3 separate regions of the Mus musculus genome follow, and regions 2 and 3 are each linked to region 1. The links are chromatin contacts, called in public promoter capture Hi-C maps. All regions are on one chromosome and are shown on one strand. Each heading gives the region's core, a stretch centred on a gene start, on an enhancer-like site or on the middle of the called end of the contact. The rest is flanking DNA. Distances are from core to core; before and after follow the strand shown. Region 1 holds the start of Dydc1 (DPY30 domain containing 1). Region 2 has its middle 120 kb from the start of Gm24388. Region 3 has its middle 34 kb from the start of Gm24388.

Region 1 (3,484 bases), core at 402-2,901:
CTGCACATAACATCATGGCCAAGTTGGAGAAGAAAGGGTTTTTTCAGCTTATACTTTCCACATTGCTGTTCATCACCAAAAGAAGTCAGGACTGGAACTAAGCAGGTCAGGAAGCAGGAGCTGATGCAGAGGCCATGGAGGGATGCTCTTTACTGGTTTGCTTCCCCTGGCTTGCTCAGCCTGCTCTCTTATAGAACCCAAGACTACCAGCCCAGAGATGGTCCCACCCACAATGGGCCCTCCCCACTTGATCACTAATTGAGAAAATGCCTTACAGCTAGATCTCATGGAGGCATTTCCTCAACTGAAGCTTCTTTCTCTGTGATAACTCCAGCCTGTGTCAAGCTGACACACAAAACCAGCCAGTACAGTCACATACTAAGTCCTGAGTAAATATGTCTGAGTGCTCTGATGTTGGGGGTAGGTGGGTAGAGGGAGGGCTCATTCGTTGTTGATCCATTAGTGTCCCTTCTTGCATTTATGAAAGCCTCTACCACTAAGCAATGCCATGCCCATAGTTTGCTTTTTCTTGCTCTGATAAACACCATGACCAATAGCGAACTGGGGGACAAAAGGATTTATCTGGTTTACAGATTACAGTCAGTCGTCATCAAGGAAAGCCAAGCCAGGAACTCAGTGCAAGAGCATGAAACAGTAACTATGACAGAAATGCTGCTTACAGGCTCGCTTTCCCTGGCTGACTCTGCTACCTTTTCCTTCCTTTCCTTTTCCCCTTTTCCTTTTCTTTTTTTTCTTTTTTTCCTTTTCCTTCCTTCCTTCCTTGCTTGACAGGGTTTCTATGTGTGGCCCTGGTTGTCCTGGAACTCACTCTGTAGACCAGGCTGGCCTCGAACTCAGAAATCTGCCTGCCTCTGCCTCCTGAGTGCTGGGATTAAAGGTGTGCACCACCACTGCCCGGCTTCAGCTACCTTTCTTACACAGCACAAGTCCACCTTCTCAGGGATGGGCACTCGCAGCTCATAGTGGGCATATGCCCATAATTAGCAATCAAGAAAACGCTTCACAGACATACATGCCCACAAGTCAGTCTGATGGAGGCAGTTCTTCATTTGAGATTTCCTCCTTCAAGGTATATCTAGGTTTGTGTCACGTTGACAAAAACTAACCAAGCACATCAGGGGAAAGTGCATAGGAGGGCCTGGCAGAGGGTGCCTTTGGGTAACCTGAAGTTGCTTGCGTTTGAGTTTGCTCTGAAAGGTGTGGAGTCTTAAAATTGCCAAGCCGACAACAAGCTTGCAGCTTTAATCCCCAGGGATCAAAGGAGTCTCCCCTGACTTTCAAAGATCTGCTGGTCCACAGGGCTCCTATCTAAGGGTTCCTATGCCTGCTAGGTTCCAAGTCTCTGTCCCGCTGTTTCTCCACAGTGCTTCCTCTCCCATAAATCTGGTTCTCCCATCTGCGTGCGTGCCCCATCCCCTACAGTGCGCACTCCAAGCTCAGGCTAGAGAACGCCACCCCTCCCACGCCCACTCCCACCCCCACTCCCACTGCGCGAATTCCCCTTTCATTTCTCTTTGCCTCCACTGATTGGGTAGCAATGGAACCTTAGCGCTACACTTGAGCGTGCTCTCGTTGCCAGGCAACGGGACGCGACTCACTGGCAGGTGGCCAGAACGTGCATCAGCTGCGTGGACCAAGGAGGCTGGGCCGTTTTCCTTCGAACCGGTTCTCTAGTGTCTCTGCAGAAGCAGTTGTCAAATTTTCACCTTGCGAGTCATAACCCGGAGGCGGAGGTCTCAACCCGGAGTCCGAGAGAGGGTTAGTTCCCCTTCTCCTCCCTCCTCTCTTCCGGTTTCTCCTCTTTCTCTTCCTCCTCCCATCTCCGGCCCACTAGCCACCCAATAGGAAAACTAACCTAAGTGTCTAGGTTGGTGGCTGCCTGATTGAAATTTGTTTTTAGACAAACAGGTTACTTTCCAGCACAAATATACTAGAAGACAATTATTCATTGTTTCTCAGAAATTCAAGTTGAATTAGGTCTGCTGTAGTTTTGAGTGCCGAATCCAGCACCTCTTCCCAGGCCCTGGCAGAGGACATCCTTCAGTGGCTCAAAGCAGCTGCTCCAGTTCAGAGGCAGGTGTTTCTGTGGGGACGGACTTTCTTTCTGTGGAGTTGAGTGCACACTGGTGTTTGTTGGGAAATAACATTTCTTAGGACAGAAGAGATGGCTATGAGTTTCCTCACATGACCAGGACATGTATGTTACAGAAATGACGGAGGGACCTCATGAAAACCCCACTGAGAATGCTAAGCAGCTGCCAGAAACCCCAGAAAGACCCTGGCCAAAATTCTAGATCAGAGGTCCCTCCTTGACAACCATTGTTCCTTTCTCACGTTTTATGATTTTGGAGCAGCAGAAAGAGTATCTTCCATGTTTTATGTAACTGAACTTCAAATAACATTGATATGTCCACATGGTGATTTTATCTCTATAAATAAATTTTCATAATGTTTTTCTCTTTGTGGTTAGGACACCAGTGCCAACCTAGTTGGAAATCAGCTCATTTGTGCCAGCTCCAGTCAGTTCCTAGGGCTACACTTACACATACATGTGTATATTCCTTTGGTAGCAGAAGCAATTGCTATGTCACCCTTTCCTCCTGCATTGTGACTCACTAGGAATCCACTCCTTATTTTAGAGAGCATCTCCATTCCCTTATATTGTCTCTGGATTCCATGGTATTGTATGTAATTGAACCTCTACCTGGACATTCAAGTGGCGTTTCAGTCTGACTATGGTAATAATGTACAAATACCATGTTCTCATGTCATTTCAGTCTTGAGTCTGCACCTTTGAGACAGGAGTCAAGAACTGCAATGGTGAACATATTCTGATCTTTTAATATCATTGTGTCCCAATTCTGGGCTTGGGTGGAATCATTTGTTTGGTCTGTTATTGTCCATCTGCAAATCCTATATGAGGTAAATAGAAATAGTCAATCCCCCAAAACTCATGCATCTGCCTTCATATCTGAAAAGACAGGGAAACAGCTGGGAGTGGGCATATATTTGCTCATGTGCCACCATGGAGAGACAGTGGTGCACACACACACATACACACACACACACACTCACATCCTCTCGAGTGTGCACATAACATACACAAATGAGCATGCGCACACATACTCACACATTTTATACACTTCTTCGGCAGCATGACAAGGGATGTAGGATCTACTTGAAGCAGGGGAAACTCCCTTGTACTGCTTGACAAAACTCTGGAGCCAGACATGATCTGTGGCTTGAAGGTGAGGAGGTATGTTCCAAGAGTAGAGGAAGGAAAGGATTATTGAGATGGGAAAGTATAGGGTGTGATATGTAGAATGGCAGGAATAAGAGCCCATAAGATGTCAGGGAAGAGCTTGAGGTGAACCTAAAGGGAAGTTGTGGTGGTTTGAACATGCTTGGCCTAGGGAGTGGCACTGTTAGGAGGTGTGGCCTTTGGGTTGTGTCACTGTAGGAG
Region 2 (3,484 bases), core at 296-2,795, 770 kb before region 1:
GAAAATGGAAAGAAGGAAGTTAACTAAACACATACTGGCAAAAATAAGTGGAAATTTGGAAGCCATTGTTTACTGCTAGTGCAAACATAAAGAATGAGCATCACTATGGAAACCACAAAATATAATTAATAAATAATTTAGTTGGTTCTCTGAGGATACATTCAAAAGAATCAAAATCAGGGACATGAACAGAGTTTGACCAGGGGTGTAGCAGGACTAATTGCAATAGTCAAATGATAGAAGCAGTTAAAATGCTTATGAATGATGAATATATAAATGCAATATACACAAGGTGGCATATTAATCAGCCTTCAGGAAAGTGGAAATTCTGGCAAGTTTCAGTATTATAAAACATGAAAACGTTATGCTAAGTGAAATAAAAGTCAGCAGTCATAATACAAAAACACTTATGAGTCTTTCCCTAGGATGCACCTAGACAAATCAAACTGATGGAAATAAAAGGTGGGGTGCTGGTTGTCAGAGACAGGCCAGAGCAGGTGGGAAGGAACTACTTCTTGGATATATAATTACAAGTTTCCTAGGGGGAAGAGTTCTAAAGATGGATGGTGGTGATAGTTACAGAACAATATTTAAATACTGAACTACACTGAGTGGAAACAAGTAAAAGGTGATAAAGGGTGCAACTCATGTTAGTTATTGTTACAGATTCTACAAAACATAAATAAATTGAATGTAGTAATTATTCATTCTGTAGCAGTTTTCATCCAAAAATTAAAATGAAATATAATTTTCAGTAGTACTAGAAATCACAAAGGCTCTAAAATCATTTTGTAAAGAATTTTAAAGACTCCTGTAAAGGAAAGTTTTAAATTCTATGAGAAGACAGAAATTAACATTTTGTTAAATCTAGCAGCTTAGATGGAAACCATAGTGCTATTTAGAAGAAAGGCTCTGGGTGGAACCTTGGCTAGACGTGTGGCTACTCTTCCTGGGGCAGCAATCTACCTTGAGTTCACTATGGCTCTCTTCATGAAGCTCTCAGCAGCATGAATACATTTTATATTTTGTAGATGGTTCATTCCAGTATTTAAAAATAATTATAGCCAGGGGTTAAATCAATTTCTGCAAAGAGATGTCATATATTGCTGACACATCATTCATAGCAGACATTGTCTATGGCTGAAGAAGACTGGGTACAACATCCTGGGAGCCATTATCTACAATAAACTTTTATAGACGCATTTTCAAGTGGCCCAAGGCCATGTTCCATACAGATTCTATACAAACTGAGAAAGCACATAAAGCATATTTGTTTATCATATAGGTTGATGGAGAAATGAGAATTTCCTCCTGGGGCAGACAGCCAAGCCACTTAAAATCAGGTTGCCATCTTACAAATTATGAGTGACTCTTCAGCCGAGACAAAACTCAGTTCATTCTAAGTCCCCAGTGGGTTTTATCTAATCTTTCAGGAGTCAGAACTATTGAAATAATAGTTATTTCTGTCTTTTCCCCTTTAAGAGAACTGATCACACAGCATTGTTTCTATTCCAGGTACAAGAACAGATGGTATAAACTCAGCTTGGTGCTATTCATGAACACTATCTTTAAAAGAACATATTCATTTTACGTGATTTTTTTCCCTCTAACCTGTTACCACACACAAGCAAAAATTTGAGATAAAATTGAATAGTCAGTAAATAAATTACTACTAAAGTTCTTTATTTCTCAGAATCTACCAATTTAAAATATAAAATGATAAGACTATGTGATTTATACCTTAATTTCCCCAGACTCTGTTCCAAGGAATTATAATACCCACATGTTCTAAAGAATCATAACACAGACTTACCTACAAGGATTTTGGAAATAATGCTATTTTGAGGATTTACTTTTATTAATGTGTGTATGAGGGAGAATATATTATGTGTGTGCACATGTCCAAAATGGCCAGAATAGTATGTCAAATCAGAAGCTGAAGTTACATGCAGTTGTGTGTTACCCATGTCTCTAACCTTCAAATGAAGGTTGGGCCCTATGCAAGATCAATAAATGTTTTAGACACCACCATCTCTCCAGCTTCCAGATATTGCAGTTTTTAAAAGCAATTTCTCTCATTTTAGTTCTTAGAGGACATTACACAATGTATTTTATTATACTCCTGCCCTCCCTGACTCCTCCAAGATCCATCCCAATGTTGTGTACTCCTATTTGTAATTTTAAATCATCAAGTGCAATTTTTGCTACTCTAGGTATTCTTGCTTGTGTGGAGGGAGGTCAACTTGCCAGGGGCCAAGCTATTAAAACTGATGCTCCTTCTCCAAGAAGCTATCAATTGTTAATAATACCTAGCTACAGAGAGGATTCTGTGCCTACCTCCCCTCTACATGCTGAGATTTTTATCTATCTTGTCTTCTGTGGGTCTCATATGTGTATGCTTGTTTTATATTTTTCTTTTTTGTTGTGTTACTGAATGAGTTGTAACGTAATATCTGTTACTACCCTCATAGAATTTATGCTCCAAACAAAACATTTTTGTGATTACCTCCTAGATATGATATTTCATCCAAAAAGTTATGTATATGATGCTTCAAATTCTTCCTAATGTGTTTACTTTTACTATCTTCAGGGGATGTTTATCTACTTATCACTAGACCTCCATTTATTTTCAATGGTCCCATAGCAAAAGTAAAACTTATGTAAGTAAATACAAGAATATTATACAAAACAAATGTTATAAAAATATGAATGCATACAAGTTTGGTTTACTTTCGAAAGTTGCGGAACAAGTAGATGAAATTACTGTCTACATGCTATTTATACCATTTCCCATCCACCTTCCCCAAGTTTATGTAATTTTCTATTTGTCAATAGAAGAGGGAAAGAATTTGCAGGAGTCTGAATTTAAGGGATATCGCTATGTTTCTACATATAGTGAAACTCCCAGTAGCCCCAACAGAAAGAAATGACTCTATGGCCAATGCTTCACCAGTATCTTCTCCAGAAGGACTTGTATGGTTTGTAGACAGCAAACACTCTCTGATTACCATCTAGAAACTAAATTGCTTCAAATGACTTACAAGTACAAAATGATAAATACATAGAAACATGTTATCGGCTAATGTTACTGATACATTCTGTGTATTTGTGGAACCTGACAAGATGGTATCACAGACATGTCACTTAGCTATTTTCAAGAATTTTCCATTGCATGCGTTTCCTCTACAAGTCCTCCAATTCTCTACCCAACCAGTAAGCTGTCACAGTTTGTCAAAACACACTAATACAATCTATACTGGACTCTACTCTGCTGAATCCAAAGGAAAGTTCATATTAAACATACTTCACCTCACAACACTCTTCTAAAAACCCCACCCATTATTGGCTTTCTCATCATCCATTGGCCTGATGTTAGTTTGATCGTTGTTTCCCTAACTTACAGAACAATGTATCTTGTACTACTCTTTTGGTTCACTCTTGTGGTTGATCTACTAGAATTTTCAAATTTATAGATTTCATCCTC
Region 3 (3,484 bases), core at 659-3,158, 620 kb before region 1:
GTCTTTTAGTCTGTGAATGAGGCTTTTAATATTTTTACTGACAGTTTATATGTTGCACAATCAGTACCCTTATTGGAGACCTGTGGTATGTTTAACTTTAATATGCCAGCAGGATCCCTGTTTTTACAATTGCAAAACATCATTGTTGCCTGAAAACATCCGTTCTAATTTGGCCACATACAATCTCATTCTGGTCTTTCTGGACCCTTAGCTGAAAGCAATGATTGCATCCACAGAGCTTTAATAGGAGAAGCCTTAATTTCAGATTGTGTTGCTTTGGCCAAATGTGATCATGAAAATTTTCATCTCTCTAGCCATACCTTAAGGCTCCGACATAAGATCACTAAGGAGCAGGCAAGAATGATTGTAAAACAGTGTCCTAAATGTATTACATTATCTCCAGTGCCATGGTTAGGACTTAATCCATGAGGTCTTATGCCTAATCATATTTGGCAAGTGGATGTAACTCATTATGCAGAATTTGGAAAATTAAAATATATACATGTTTGTATTGACACTTGTTCAGGATTTCTTTTTGCTTCTTTGCATACTGGAGAAGCCTCCAAAAATGTAATTGATCATTGCCTACAAGCCTTTAATGCCATGGGATTGGCTAAACTTATTAAGACAGATAACAGCCCATCCTATTCTAGCAAAAAATTTACTTCATTTTGTAAAGAATTTGGCATTAAACATAAAACTGGAATTCCTTATAACCCCATTGGACAAAAAATGGTTGAACGTGCTCATCGCACTTTAAAAAATTGGCTTTTAAAAACAAAACAGGGATAGTTATATCCCCTAAGGTCACCAAAGGCACATCTTGCTTTTGCTTTATTTGTTCTAATTTTTTTGCAAACTGATGTTAAAGGTCAGTCTGCAGTGGATCGCCACTCGCATCCTGTTACTTCTAGTTCTTATGTCCTGGTAAAGTGGCGGGACCCATTAACTAACAAATGGAAGGGTCCAGACCTGGTCCTTATCTGGGGAAGGGGCTTGGTCTGTGTTTTTTTGCAAAAAGAAGAGGGAGCGGGATGGCTGCCTGAGAGATTAGTTTGTCAACTGGACACAGATCCTGAATCTCCCAGGAAGTATGACTCTGACCTTGATTATAGCTAAAAATCCTCTTTAGCCGAAAAGTTAATTTGGAGCACAGCCTCTGCTCCCAGAAAGTTACAGCCTTTCTGTGATTCTCAAAGTCACCTCCCCCACACCAGGTGCTCTGAGTCTAAGCCTGATCATTGCTAATTTGCAATTGAATGGAGTACCTGGACTTCCCCAAAGAAGCTTTTGTACTGTTGCTTTTCACTGTCTCGACTTTGTTTTTCAAGCAGGTTAGTCAACGCCCCTCAGCCTGACTGCAGCAGGTGTGCACCCTTGCCTCCAACAGCACTGGTGGCATTTATTAAATCTTCATGAAGAAGCATTCATAGTACATATTATGGCTTTGTTCTGAATTGGGAATAAGGTGTGCTAATGAGGGCCTGACAGTCAATGACCGGCACCCAGATCTCAGAACCATACCAATCTAAGACAGAGGTACATGCCAAAAGGCTGTTGATAACACACCACAGAGCCATGTTTTGTGTGAAATATAACACAAACTACCTGCACGTAGCCTCCAAGATGGAATTAGATGGTTCGGGAAGATCTAAGATTTCCTAAGACAGGCACAGCTGCCAGCCACCATAATTCCCAGGCAGGACTATAGAGCATAAATAAATATTATGCCTCAGTCCAACTTTTTTTTTAATATTAATAACAGGGAGGAAATTGTAACATCCCCCAGCCTGAAGTAGGCTGAGCCAGACCTTGACCTTGCTGCCACTAAGGAGATTACCTAGGGTGGAGCTTTCCTCCCTAGATCACTCTATTGTTCAGCCACTGTCTCTGTTCCCCTTCAAGATACTGCTACCCGCTGGGAGGCTGCTGAGCTATTCCAGAGACTACACCCTATCCTGCATGCCATCACCTGCAGCTGGTTCCAGGCTCCAAGGATGAATTGGCGGGAATGGGCCTTCCTCCTCCTTTATAAGCACATTTGCCATTAAACATTTAAGCTTTGATCAGGAATCTTGTCTTAGCTCCATTTTTCTCTCAACCGCCTAATTCCCCTCTCTTTCAGCCCCAGGCCTGCCACTCAGGTGTACCCTGTCCATGTGAGCAGCAAGCCTGCTCGCAACAGTGTCTGATGACATTGCCTTGGAAGTAGAACTTCAGATGGGACCTGATTTGTCATTTGTAATTACCCAATGTGTCGGCTTACCAAATAAGTCTACTGAAGCTTCACAGGAATATTGGAAACCAGTTTTACCAGGCCATAGGTTTGAGAGAATTGCAACCTCTATATTTGGGCTATGATCAACATGTTTGGACACTTAGCAAAAGATTTTTGCTTGTCAGCATTTAAAATGTGCTTATTTGTACCAATTGACCTTTCCTAAAATAAGGTATTGAGTTATGTCATTAAATGTACTCCTGTGCCAGAATATTATTAATCTATAATTTAGAAGGATTAGGTGCCCAAATACCCAGCACAATACGTGTATGTTTTTAGCATCATACAGAACCAAAATTGCAGGAACTAAAAACTCTCTAGACCATCCATGGTGTATTCCTCCAGTGATTTCAAACACTGCAGGGCTTCTCTTGTTATCAGCCTGCTCACTCTGTTTACATCTCCCACACTTAACACCAGAATACGTCAAGTTTGCTTAGCCATCCTTTATTTTTTTAATTTTTTAACTAAGTCTTGTGCTGATTATTTAATACGTCTGTCTCATTTTGTTCTGTTTTGGGAAAGCTCTGTTTGAAAATCAACTTTGTTACAGAAGCACATATCTTCAATAATGTCTCCAGACAAAAGCCTTATAGTTTAATGTTTGCACTCAGAAGTGCACCCTAACTAGGAGAGCCCGAAAAAGAAACGAGTGGAGGCTATGAAATATTTTTAGTAATATGTTGACTTTGTCTTGTGCAGAACATGTAGAATATGCTCTTTAATTTAGTAAATATTTTTAAGATGTACAGATACATTGTTGTAGCTAACCAATTCTTAATCAAAATTTCTGAATTTTTTGGTGTTTTCCGTACCTATCAGAAGTTTTCCAGCTTGTTTGAATTATGATTTTCCTTTTCTCTTCCCAATCTCTTGCAAAAAAGAAAAAGTAGGATCTGCTAGTGAACTGAGCAGAAATATTTTGTATGCCTTTTGAGTTATGTAACTTAATAATTGGATACGTGATCATTTGTTTTATTATGTAATCGATAAAATGGTGATGTGTATTAAAGTTAGTTCGACCATATATTTATTCTGTCTGGGAAGGTGTGGTTATAATTCTGTGGGAGAAATAGTTTGTCAGTGTTCACCAGCTTATAAAAACTTACTATGATAGCTTCAACATCTAAATAAATGATGAAACACATTCATCAATGAAGTCACTTTGCCTAAAATTAACTTAGTTTGTAGAAAATGATGAATTCA

What was found. Promoter capture Hi-C pulls out the DNA fragments that hold promoters and counts their contacts.
Region 2: a promoter capture Hi-C map of hippocampal neurons shows a contact between it and region 1, with 2.6 times the contacts expected there. The contact joins the enhancer-like site here to the promoter of Dydc1 in region 1. A contact is called at or near these places in 3 of 39 promoter capture datasets (the 3T3-L1 cell line, the C10 cell line and hippocampal neurons).
Region 3: a promoter capture Hi-C map of embryonic stem cells shows a contact between it and region 1, with 2.8 times the contacts expected there. The contact joins the enhancer-like site here to the promoter of Dydc1 in region 1. A contact is called at or near these places in 3 of 39 promoter capture datasets (cranial neural crest, embryonic stem cells and liver) and 1 of 115 datasets of contacts at active chromatin or transcription factors (epiblast stem cells).

Annotation. Positions count from the first base shown.
Region 1 is chr14:41,071,260-41,074,743 of GRCm38.p6, forward strand. Dydc1 (DPY30 domain containing 1) reads left to right here and starts at 1,652. Exons shown (of 8, transcript NM_027094.1): 1 at 1,652-1,779. It also overlaps a transcript of Dydc2 not described here.
Region 2 is chr14:40,298,261-40,301,744 of GRCm38.p6, forward strand. No RefSeq gene overlaps it. Among named protein-coding and RNA genes, the nearest start is that of Gm24388, 120 kb to the right of the region's middle. Within about 2 kb of position 1,546, at least 1 of the 459 cell types and tissues checked has an H3K27ac peak or open chromatin away from gene starts, as enhancers often do. A contact at or near this core is called in hippocampal neurons, where this site is marked.
Region 3 is chr14:40,453,988-40,457,471 of GRCm38.p6, forward strand. No RefSeq gene overlaps it. Among named protein-coding and RNA genes, the nearest start is that of Gm24388, 34 kb to the left of the region's middle. Within about 2 kb of position 1,909, at least 2 of the 459 cell types and tissues checked have an H3K27ac peak or open chromatin away from gene starts, as enhancers often do. A contact at or near this core is called in embryonic stem cells, where this site is marked.